3 separate regions of the Mus musculus genome follow, and all the other regions are linked to region 1. Evidence: chromatin contacts called from public promoter capture Hi-C data. All regions are on one chromosome and are shown on one strand. The core of a region is the stretch at or near the end of the contact, and the rest is flanking DNA. Distances in the headings are between cores, read along the strand shown. Region 1 holds the start of Ulk1 (unc-51 like kinase 1). Region 2 holds the start of 4833439F03Rik (RIKEN cDNA 4833439F03 gene). Region 3 holds the start of Tmem175 (transmembrane protein 175).

Region 1 (3,161 bases), core at 444-2,943:
TGGCTCCCTGGTTTCCTTTTTCCTTTTCTTTTCTTTTTTTATAAAACACAACAATGGACATTCCCCACCCCCATGGTATGCGAGTGGGCTAGGAAATGGCTTGAGGGTGAATAATCTAGGACCAGATTGAAATAGGGCATGTGTGCACACATGCTCACACATTTCCCTGTGTTATTGGGCTCAAAAATGGCATGTGAACAAAATTGCCCACATTGCACACCTCCTCCCCAAATGACTGTGGTCATAAGTATCATGAGCTCAAACATGCCCATGTCATCCTTCATATGGTGAGACTCAGAATGGGTATGTGCGACAACACACACACACACACACACACACACACACACACACACACACACAGAGCCTTTGATTTGGCATTGGGTCAACATGGCAATATACCCCTCCCCAAATGACAATGTTTGTATACATCAAGTGCTCCAACATGCCCATGCAGTTCCCATGTGACCAGACAGGCAAGAAAAACACCTGAGGCAAACCAAATGCCCATGCTATAAATAATCCCAGCATTTGCAGGAGAATCAGCAGCTCACGGCTATTCTATGTGATGAGCTCTGGGATAGCCTGGACTACAGGAAACCCTGCCTCAAACTTCCCCTCTAACAACAAAAGTTAAGTAAAATAATAAATGAAGGAAAACTGATGCCTTCGGTGAGATGGCTCCAAGGATAAAAGACCTTGTTGCCAAGTTTGACAACCTGAATTTAATGTTAAGAGTCACAAAGTAGACAGAAACATCTTTTACATTTTCCTCTGACCTTCACATGACCATGTTCTCAAGTCTCCGTCCCCACATACAGAATAAGCAAATGTAATAAAAGAGAGAAAATGGATGTGGTGGCACCTGCCTTTAATTCCAATACTCAGGAGGAAGAGGCTGAGGGATATCTGTGAGTTTGAGGTCAGCACGATCTACAAAGAGACAAAGCAAGTTCGAGACCAGTCGGGCCTACAATGTGAGAAGACTCAGTTAAAAAACTTTCAATCCCCAGTTCTCAGGAGGCAGAGGCAGGCAGATCTCTGAGTCTGAAGCCAGCCAGTTCTACTGAGTGAGTTCCAGGACAGGCAGGGATACACAAAGAAATCCTATCTCGACTTCTCCAAAAGAAAGCACAAACAAAACAAAACAAAACAAAACAAGTGGTAGGAAGTACGTAGGGCAGAGCTGGAGAGATGGCTCAGCTATTAAGAGCATCTACTGCTCTCCTGGTTTGGTTACCAGTTTCCACATGGCAGCTCATTACTGCCTGAAACTCCAATTCCAGGACCCGACACATACATGTTTAATATGAATGTTTCACGTGTTTATATACACATACACGGTGCATATAAACTCCTGTAGGCACACACATATACATATGAATAAAATAAGTAAATAAAAAAATGCCTAGGGCAGAGCGAGGAGCCACAACCAGAGATAGTTCTGACATTGACATGCCCAGTCTGCTCCGGCCCCGCCCATATCCTGCCTCCTCTCTCAAGTCCCGCCCAGTATAGGGCTGGGCCCATCGAGGCACCACCCAAACTAAGCCCCGCCCCGCCTTACCACCCACGAGGTGTCCTTCATTTCGGACCCGCCCATTGCCAGCTCCGCCGCCTAAGAGGTCTTGAGCTCCGCAGGCCCCGCCCATCGTCCCGCCTCCACGCAGTGCGGCTGCGCCGGCACCTCGGGCTCCGAGGCCCGGGTGCCGCGGATCTTTTGTTTCCCTGCGGGGCTCCGAGCCGCATCGTCAGTCAGGCCCGGACTTGGAGCTGGAGTGTGTCAGAGCTGAGTCCCGAGTCGGACCGGGTCCCGACTGTCAGCGCCGGGAGGGTACCGAGGAGGACGCCGAGGGAGCGCGCCCCTCCGTCCGCCGGCCTGTGGGACTGGGACCCGGCTCAGGCCTGCCCGATGGGGCACGGGGCCCTGGCGATGAGCCCGCGCCTCCGTCCCCGCGTACGCGGCCCGCCGGCCTCCGCCTGAGCCCAGCGCACCCCGTAGCGCCGCCCCGGGGCCCGAGCCCGGGCTCGCGCCCCCGGCCCGCGCGCGCTATGGAGCCGGGCCGCGGCGGCGTCGAGACCGTGGGCAAGTTCGAGTTCTCTCGCAAGGACCTGATTGGACACGGCGCCTTCGCGGTGGTCTTCAAGGGTCGACACCGCGAGGTGGGTGAGGCTCCCGCGGAGGCCTCGCAATCCCGGACTCCCAGCCCAAGGGACACCTTACCTCCGGTAATCCGTAGAGGGACCCAATTAAGGACCCCCCAGCCCGGGAAACCCACCTGCTACTCTAGCTCCAGAAAACTGGAGACGCCAGCCAGCACAGGATTCCCTACCTAGCCCCGAAGTCAGACCAGTTCTGAGAACCTAACCTGGGACTCCATCCTGGGACTTAAATTCCAGGCCGGCTGACAGACACTCACTATCTGTCTGCCTCTGGCAGCCTCCCATTCCAAGACCCTTGGGACAGCCACCCTAAGCCATCTCTGTGTTCCCTGCTTGGTGGGGAGCAGGAGGGGGGGTTGTTTTCAACCCTGAAGGTTCACGTTTGGCTTTTCAGAAGCACGACCTGGAGGTGGCCGTCAAATGCATTAACAAGAAGAACCTTGCCAAGTCCCAAACACTGCTGGGAAAGGAAATCAAAATCCTGAAGGTGAGCCAGCGCCTCGGGGGAGGGGGAGAGGGTGGGTCAGCTCTTTTCTTGCTCATGAGAAACTTGGATTTGTGTCCTAGGAACTAAAGCACGAAAACATCGTGGCGCTGTATGACTTCCAGGTAAGGCTCAGCGTTGGGCTTGGGGGAGGGGTAAATCTATTCTTGCCCTTGTCCCATCCACTGTTGCTTCAGGACCTAGGTTGCCTGGGGCTGGAGCCCCCCTGAGGGCAGATGATGGCTTTAGATTAGTATTTGGTTTAGGTGAAAGGAGCTGGGTTCTGAATGCCTTGTCTCACGCTTGTCCTACTGTGAGGCCACTTAGGGCCAGGGAGACCTCATCTCTGGTCCAAGTTTTTCCTGGCTTTTCCTAGGTTCTGGGGACCTCTCTAGCTTATATGTTGCCTGCATGGGAAGGAAGGCGGCCATCAACACTAATGTTGAATCTCTGGCGATTGCCTGGTTTACATTGTTTGGGTTCAGCGTACCCTGGTGCCAAAGACCCTTTCTTCACT
Region 2 (3,161 bases), core at 245-2,744, 2.3 Mb before region 1:
AGAGTCCCACTGTGCTGATGCCCCTCCCTGTCCAGTGTGTACCCTCTTCTCTCTTATCAGCCCCCACAAGCTCCAGCCCTTAAGGGTTAAGCACAGTGAGCTCATGTGATACTCGTTCATATGAATCATCCTTATGGCTCCTTGTGCCCAGCCTAGGAAAGGGGGCAGATGCTGTGCCCCCAAGTTGCCATGGCAACCCTGCTTGTACCAAAATGCAGGCACCTCAGCCCCAGACCCACCCTTGAGGGAAGCTCAGGGCAGGTCACCTGCGTCCTCCATCCTCGAGGAGAGGCAGCAGGGACTGCTGAGCGGATAAGAGGGGGAAGGAGCTTGGTGGGGGAGGCTTAGCTGCTTAGCTCCGCAAGGAGATGGAAGCCGAAGGGCGCTGCCGCTGCCGGGAGAGGGAGACAGACTGACAGCCAGCCACAGGTCCTCAGACTTCACCTGAAGCCCTGGAGGCTCGTGCGGCAGCGGCCCCTCCACCTCCCCGGGGCAGCCGCCTCCCACGTACATGCCCCCACACGCGCGCACTCACCCGCGTTCCTGCACGGTGCTGCCTGGGGTGGGTAAGCAGTCTGGCACATGAAGTCCCCGAGGGACAGCGAGCGAGCGAGTTGAGACTTAGGGGGAGAAAAAAAAACAAAACAAAAAAAAAAAAACTGGGGCTGACGCCAGCTCCCTGGGCGGCCACCTCCCGAGGCCCCTCCTGCATTCCTGGGCTGTGCACCCCTCGCCAAGACAGGGGGCTGATGTCATTCCGGGCTGCCGGGCCAGGGGACCCGGGCTGGGTGGCTGCCTCTCCGGAAGTGAGCGCGCTGCCTGCTGGGCGGCAGGTTCAGTCGGCTTCGGGTTTGGAGTCTCCAGCCTGAGGACTGGAGATCTGCCTAGTTCAGACGAGAAGAGCCTGGAGAGAGAGCTGGCCGGCGGCGGTGGGCGGTGGCTCCCAGGTGTGCATGGGAGTTCTCCCTGCATGGACGGAGGAAGTGAGTTGGGGGTGCCAGCCCCCTCGCCCAGTTCTTCACAGCCACCTGCCCCTTGACTTCATCAGGGTTGGCCCCAGGGACTAGAACTGGACGACCTGGTTGGTTGACTCTAGGCTCCTGCTGGTGACCCCCTGCTGACCCGTCCCGTCCCTGTTTCGTGACCCGCACGGATGCCTGTCGGGCGATGTTTACTTTACTTGCGCTGATGTTCTCTGCCGGGCTTCCCATCGGAGCCCAGAACTTCTCCCCAAGGACGGTCACCGACAGAAGGACCAGGACCCTGGCAGTGTCGGCCTCCTAACTGCCTCCGCCTGCCCCCTCCTCCAGGCTGGCCCTATGGAGTACCTGGGCGACAAGCTTTCAGTGGCCCAGACACACATGACTCAGTGGGTTGGCACGGTGAGGCGGTCCTTCCAGGAGGCTCTGCACTTGGTGACGGCCACGGTGGGCACCGAGCGGAGCGGGGAGTCCGCCGCTCGCACCCCGTTCAAGCGCACCTCCTCCTTCAGACACCTGGCCTCTCGGAGCCGAGAGTCCTTCCGCCGCTTCTCCGCACGCAGCCAACAGAGGTTCTCATCCCTCCGGAAGAGACAGCCAGACTCTGAGGCCCCTGATCTTGTAAGCTTGGGGATAGATGTGTGTGGTTTAAAATAGCAGGGCAACCCTGGGAAGGTCCCTTCCCTCGGACTCCTGAGAGGGGGCCAACTCGTAGAAGCCTCAGGGGAGGACTTTTCCTATCAGTGATGATGGCCTTGGGATACTGAGGGGGATGTAGGCTGGGTTGGCTGCTCTGCAGGTGCAGCACCCACTGCTTGAAGCTGGTGGGGAACGGACTCCGGGCTCCTTGTCTGTGAGCAGGGCTGTGTGGGGGTTGGGGGGGCACTGCTGTCCCCACGGCATGCCGGCATCTCTATTTTTAGGGAAGCTTACTTGACACCTGCTCTATCTCCTCTTGCCCTCCCAGGGTGACCAAGTGGTCTCATTGCCTGTGTGCTGATTTAAGGCGGTTGCCTGGTTGCCACTGTTCAAAAGTGAGACACTGAGTGACTTCCGAGGGGAGGAGCTGTAGGGGACTGGGTGGAAGGTGATGGCAGGTCCTGCCAGCCTGGGAGCTTGGACTTGTGTGAAGAGCCCGGCCATTGTGGAGCGCCCAGGCCCAGCTATTGGGTTCTATGCTGTGAGACCAGGGTAATCATAGCCAGTGAGTGTAATCTGGAGTGATATGAGGCGGGTCTGGAGACAGAACGGTGACCTCGTGGGCATGCGCAGCAAGGTGCGGGAAGTCTGGCTGGGAGAGAGAAGCAGGAAGAACACTTCCCTGCCCAACTCTTGGCAGATGGTTTCTGGGACCTCTAATGACTTCGGGGACACTAACGTCACCAACCAGAACGAAGCTTAGTTGCAGTGCCCAATGTCTTCAGATAGCTGGCCTCTGCCCTGGGCTGAGTTGTCCCAGTTTTCAGGGGCGTTCGAGGCCAGACATGGGTTCAGTTATCCCTTTTTGTCCCCAGAGCCAGTGTGGTTATGAGACAGTGTTGGGCAGGGGAATGCAGCTGTCCGCAGAGACCAGGGGACTCAGCAGGGCGCACACAGCCACTGAGCCACTAGGCAGGGGCTCACCCAGGCCAGAAGCCATGCTGTGAGGCTGATCAGGGGTGACTCCTTGTGTGGGAGTCTGCACTCCTTTGGGTCTTGAGTGCTCGCCCATTCTCCGCGAAGGAAGAGCTCGTTCTGTGTCAGCTTGTCTGTCTCCTCCTGCCCCGTTCCCCAGAATCCTCTCCAGGAACACTAGCTCTGTTCCCTGACCTCTGCCCTAGCTCTTCTTGGGCTGTGTGACTTTGGATGCTGCCCTAAGTCTCTGTGCCTCTGTGCATGTGGAGTGTGCTCGCAGTGACAGGCCAGCCACCCAGGTGGCGAGTGGGTGAACATAAATACACCCAGAAGTAGTGTGGATTTCCAGGTCTTCCCACTCCTGCTTGGCCTCTCTCTGGGGTGGGCAGAGCTGGCATTGGCTCAATCCATTCTTAAGTCTCAGTTTCCTCCTCTGTCCAGTGAGGGCACCATGTGCTTGTTCTGAGATGCTGTCAGCACCATGCTGGCACATAGTAAGTAAATACTTGTAAGTCTGTCAGGTGCTAAGATATCCTACTGTGTGTGGTGGGGGACTTGCGTCTTGCT
Region 3 (3,161 bases), core at 277-2,776, 2.2 Mb after region 1:
CACGGATTCAGTTTTAAATCTGTATGTGTTCATACATGAGGTGGGATCACGAGAGACCACAAGATGCAGTTCCAGTTAAAATGGTCTTGGAATGGCATCTACTACAATGCCATAAAATTGATCTATAATTACATGATTTAGAAATTTCCACTTGTCCTAGGTCATGCCAGCAAGAGTTTATGGTGTCAAGTTTCACTATACGCTGTAGTGAATTGTTCATGATGTTTCTCATGATGTTTTAGGTCTCTTGAAGGCTACCAAGCCTCCAATTCCCTACTTTTTCCTTTTGCTTTCAGATTTATTTTCCTTCTAAATAATGAGATCTGAAGCCACCAAAAAATAAAAAATCCCTTCAACTTCATTCCAGTAATAACATAAAGTTACCTGCAACTGCAAGCCGTAGCTACTTCCTCCTCCCTGCATCTTATAAGTGATTCTCTTATAGAAAGGTGCCATTTCTATACCAACACTACATATCCTCTATCTGGATGTGACTTGACTGTCCTACTATTCTGAGACAGTACTCCTCTCCACTATACTGGAAAGACTTCACTCTTTCCCATTGGCTTTAGGCTGCTCAAGTCTCCCATCTAAGATCATGTTAACACCACACTGCCCTTTCAGCTCCCACACTCTTCTTCACAAATCTCCTCAGTTACCTACAGGTACCATCTCTACTTCATCAGTTCTTTATTCCTCCAGGTGTTATCCAAAGCTTCCACTTCACCATTTCTAGGAAACTACTGTCTCACCTACCACGTACCTCACTGTATACTAATGATAATCTTTCATTTCTTTTCTACTTGACTTTTTAAAGAGCAGGTAGCGCCCCCCCCCCCCCCAAGGCGTATTTAATAGCATACAATCCTGGGACAGTTAAGATGTTGATTTGGGCTTAAGGATCCATTTTTCAGTCCAAAAGCACAAACTCTACCCAAGGCTCTGCAACTTCATATGGCTTCAGAAACCTCGGAGGTACAGAGACGAGTGGGGAATCCCATGACTTTGCCTCACCTGAGATGGACAGCTCTAAGTGTTTGACATCACACGGGATTCTGCGTCCAGTGCTGCCAGGTGACTTTTGTATACACGTTGTGAAGCTTTCTCCCGCCCCCTTTTAAAACTACGTTTTTCGGTCTTAATTCTAGCAACTAGTTCATCCTCCCCCAAACCTGTGTGGACCAAAACATAAGTGTCTGTGGCTCATAGGCTGGCTGCTTGTCTGCAAGATACCCTCCTCTCCTAAACCGGGCATTAGGGACACTTAGGGTGGGCTCCAGGCCTCGCTTTACCTTGAGGCGTCAGGCGCGAGCGGCGGGCTCTGGGGCGGTCCGCAGCGCGCGCCCAACGTCCCGCGACGCTCTAGCCACCTAGGCTGGACCTGGGCCAGCGGAAGCAACCAGATGAGGTTAGGGTCAGATGGCGACAGCCCTACCTCCGTGCCTCCTAGGAGCTTGAGGTCCGTAGGATCGCACCCTCTGCGCCTGCGCCTGCTGCTGCTGCTGGCTCTGCAGAAACACGCGCCCTTCCGCCTGCTGCGTCAGGGCGGGGCCGCAGCGTCGGGACGCAACTCGCTCTCTGATTTACGTCACGGCGCGGGCGGAAGATGGCCGGGTTGTTCGCCCGCAGCTGCTAACCCGGCAGTGCGGAGCTGGAGCCTGGCTCCCGCTGCCGCGGAGCGGCCGACGCCATGTCGCTGCTGCAGTCTGCGCTGGACTTCCTGGCGGGCCCTGGTTCTCTTGGCGGAGCTGCGGGCCGTGATCAGAGTGACTTCGTGGGGCAGACAGTGGAGCTGGGCGAGCTGCGTCTGCGGGTGCGGCGGGTCCTGGCCGAGGGTGAGGCGTAAGGCGTCGCCAGGCCGCGGGAGGCAGGAGCAGCCCAGGAGGGTCGCTGCTGGGGTGTGGTTCGAGTCAGGGCGCGTGACGGTCACCGCTTTAAGCAGGGGCAGCAAGGAGGATCGTGTCCAGGGTGTGAATCAAGTCTGAGACCTAGAGAGTCACGACTGAGGTGTGGGTCAGATCAGGGCCGCAGGGAGTCATCTCTCCGGGCAGGGTCTGCGGGAAAAGACACTGCTGGGATGTAAATCAGGCCATCGCTATGAAGGGCCACTGCTGGGGTGTGAATCAGGTCGGAGAAGGGTCTTGCCAGGAAGAGAGACCACAGGGGCTTGTGGGTTAAGGCCTTTGGTGGTGATTGCAGAGGATAGACTGCTTCGGGTTGCACACTTACTTCCTGGTGGGTAGAGTTAGTAGTACAAGGGTCATGCTAGCAGGTGGTTATCCAGTAAAGGAGGCTTGGGTCTGGAAGGACCACCTCTGCTTAGGGTCAAAGCTGTATCTGGGGCATATACAGAAAGATTCAAAGGTGGAGTCAGGTCAGAAGGTGAGCACAGTCACTCTGGGGTCATAAGCTGTTATTCATTGTATCATATCCAGCGTTGTTGTTGCATCCCGAGGACTGTCTTGAGATGGCAGTGTTTGTGCTGCTGAGTTCTGGGGCCTGTAGAGTCTTCCCTTGCTTGATGAGGTAGAGGATAGACTGGGGCCCTACAGTCTTGTTTTCTTTTATAGCCTAAGTGCCTCACCTATTGAGTTTTTTCTGTAGTGACCTCGTATAAGGTACAGGAAACAGAGCCCGTAGCTGTAACCTTTAAGAACCTTGCTTGAGCCGGGCGTGGTGGCACCCGCCTTTAATCCCAGCACTGGGGAGGCAGAGGCAGGCGGATTTCTGAGTTCAAGTCCAGCCTGGTCTACAGAGAGAGTTCCAGGACAGCCAGGGCAATACAGAGAAACCCTGTCTCGAAAAACAAACAAACAAAAAGAACCTTGTTTGATAGACAGTTCCATAGTTCTGTGTCTTGAGGTCAGTCTGAGTTTGTAGCTTCCTCACACAGGCTCTGTAGTCAGCTTGTGTGATGGAATCGTGTTTTCTCTTTTATGATTTTTTTTTTTTTAAGATTTACTTTTTTAAAAAACTGGTGTTTTGCCTGCCTCCATCACTGGACAGTATCTATGTGTACTGCCTGCTGAGACCAGAAGAGGACATTGGATCCCCTGGAAATGTAGTTAGAGACAGTCGTTAACCTCTGTATGGTTGCTAGGAATCCAGTGTTGCTCTTCTCCTCTGCAAGAGAATAAATCTTCTTCAGGCACTCACTGTGC

What was found. Promoter capture Hi-C pulls out the DNA fragments that hold promoters and counts their contacts.
Region 2: a promoter capture Hi-C map of liver shows a contact between it and region 1, with 5 times the contacts expected there. The contact joins the promoter of 4833439F03Rik here to the promoter of Ulk1 in region 1. A contact is called at or near these places in 2 of 39 promoter capture datasets (both in liver).
Region 3: a contact with region 1 is called in a promoter capture Hi-C map of liver, with 2.5 times the contacts expected there. The contact joins the promoter of Tmem175 here to the promoter of Ulk1 in region 1. A contact is called at or near these places in 2 of 39 promoter capture datasets (liver and pre-B cells).

Annotation. Positions count from the first base shown.
Region 1 is chr5:110,808,613-110,811,773 of GRCm38.p6, reverse strand. Ulk1 (unc-51 like kinase 1) reads left to right here and starts at 1,693. Exons shown (of 28, transcript NM_009469.3): 1 at 1,693-2,160; 2 at 2,555-2,647; 3 at 2,728-2,769. The coding sequence starts at 2,050.
Region 2 is chr5:113,136,145-113,139,305 of GRCm38.p6, reverse strand. It overlaps 4833439F03Rik (RIKEN cDNA 4833439F03 gene), which reads right to left and starts at 1,494. Exons shown (of 3, transcript NR_166693.1): 1 at 1,329-1,494; 2 at 536-966. The region is part of intron 6 of 2900026A02Rik (RIKEN cDNA 2900026A02 gene); the gene reads left to right.
Region 3 is chr5:108,628,175-108,631,335 of GRCm38.p6, reverse strand. It overlaps Tmem175 (transmembrane protein 175), which reads right to left and starts at 1,526. Exons shown (of 11, transcript NM_001163532.1): 1 at 1,436-1,526. Gak (cyclin G associated kinase) reads left to right here and starts at 1,559. Exons shown (of 28, transcript NM_153569.2): 1 at 1,559-1,835. The coding sequence starts at 1,691.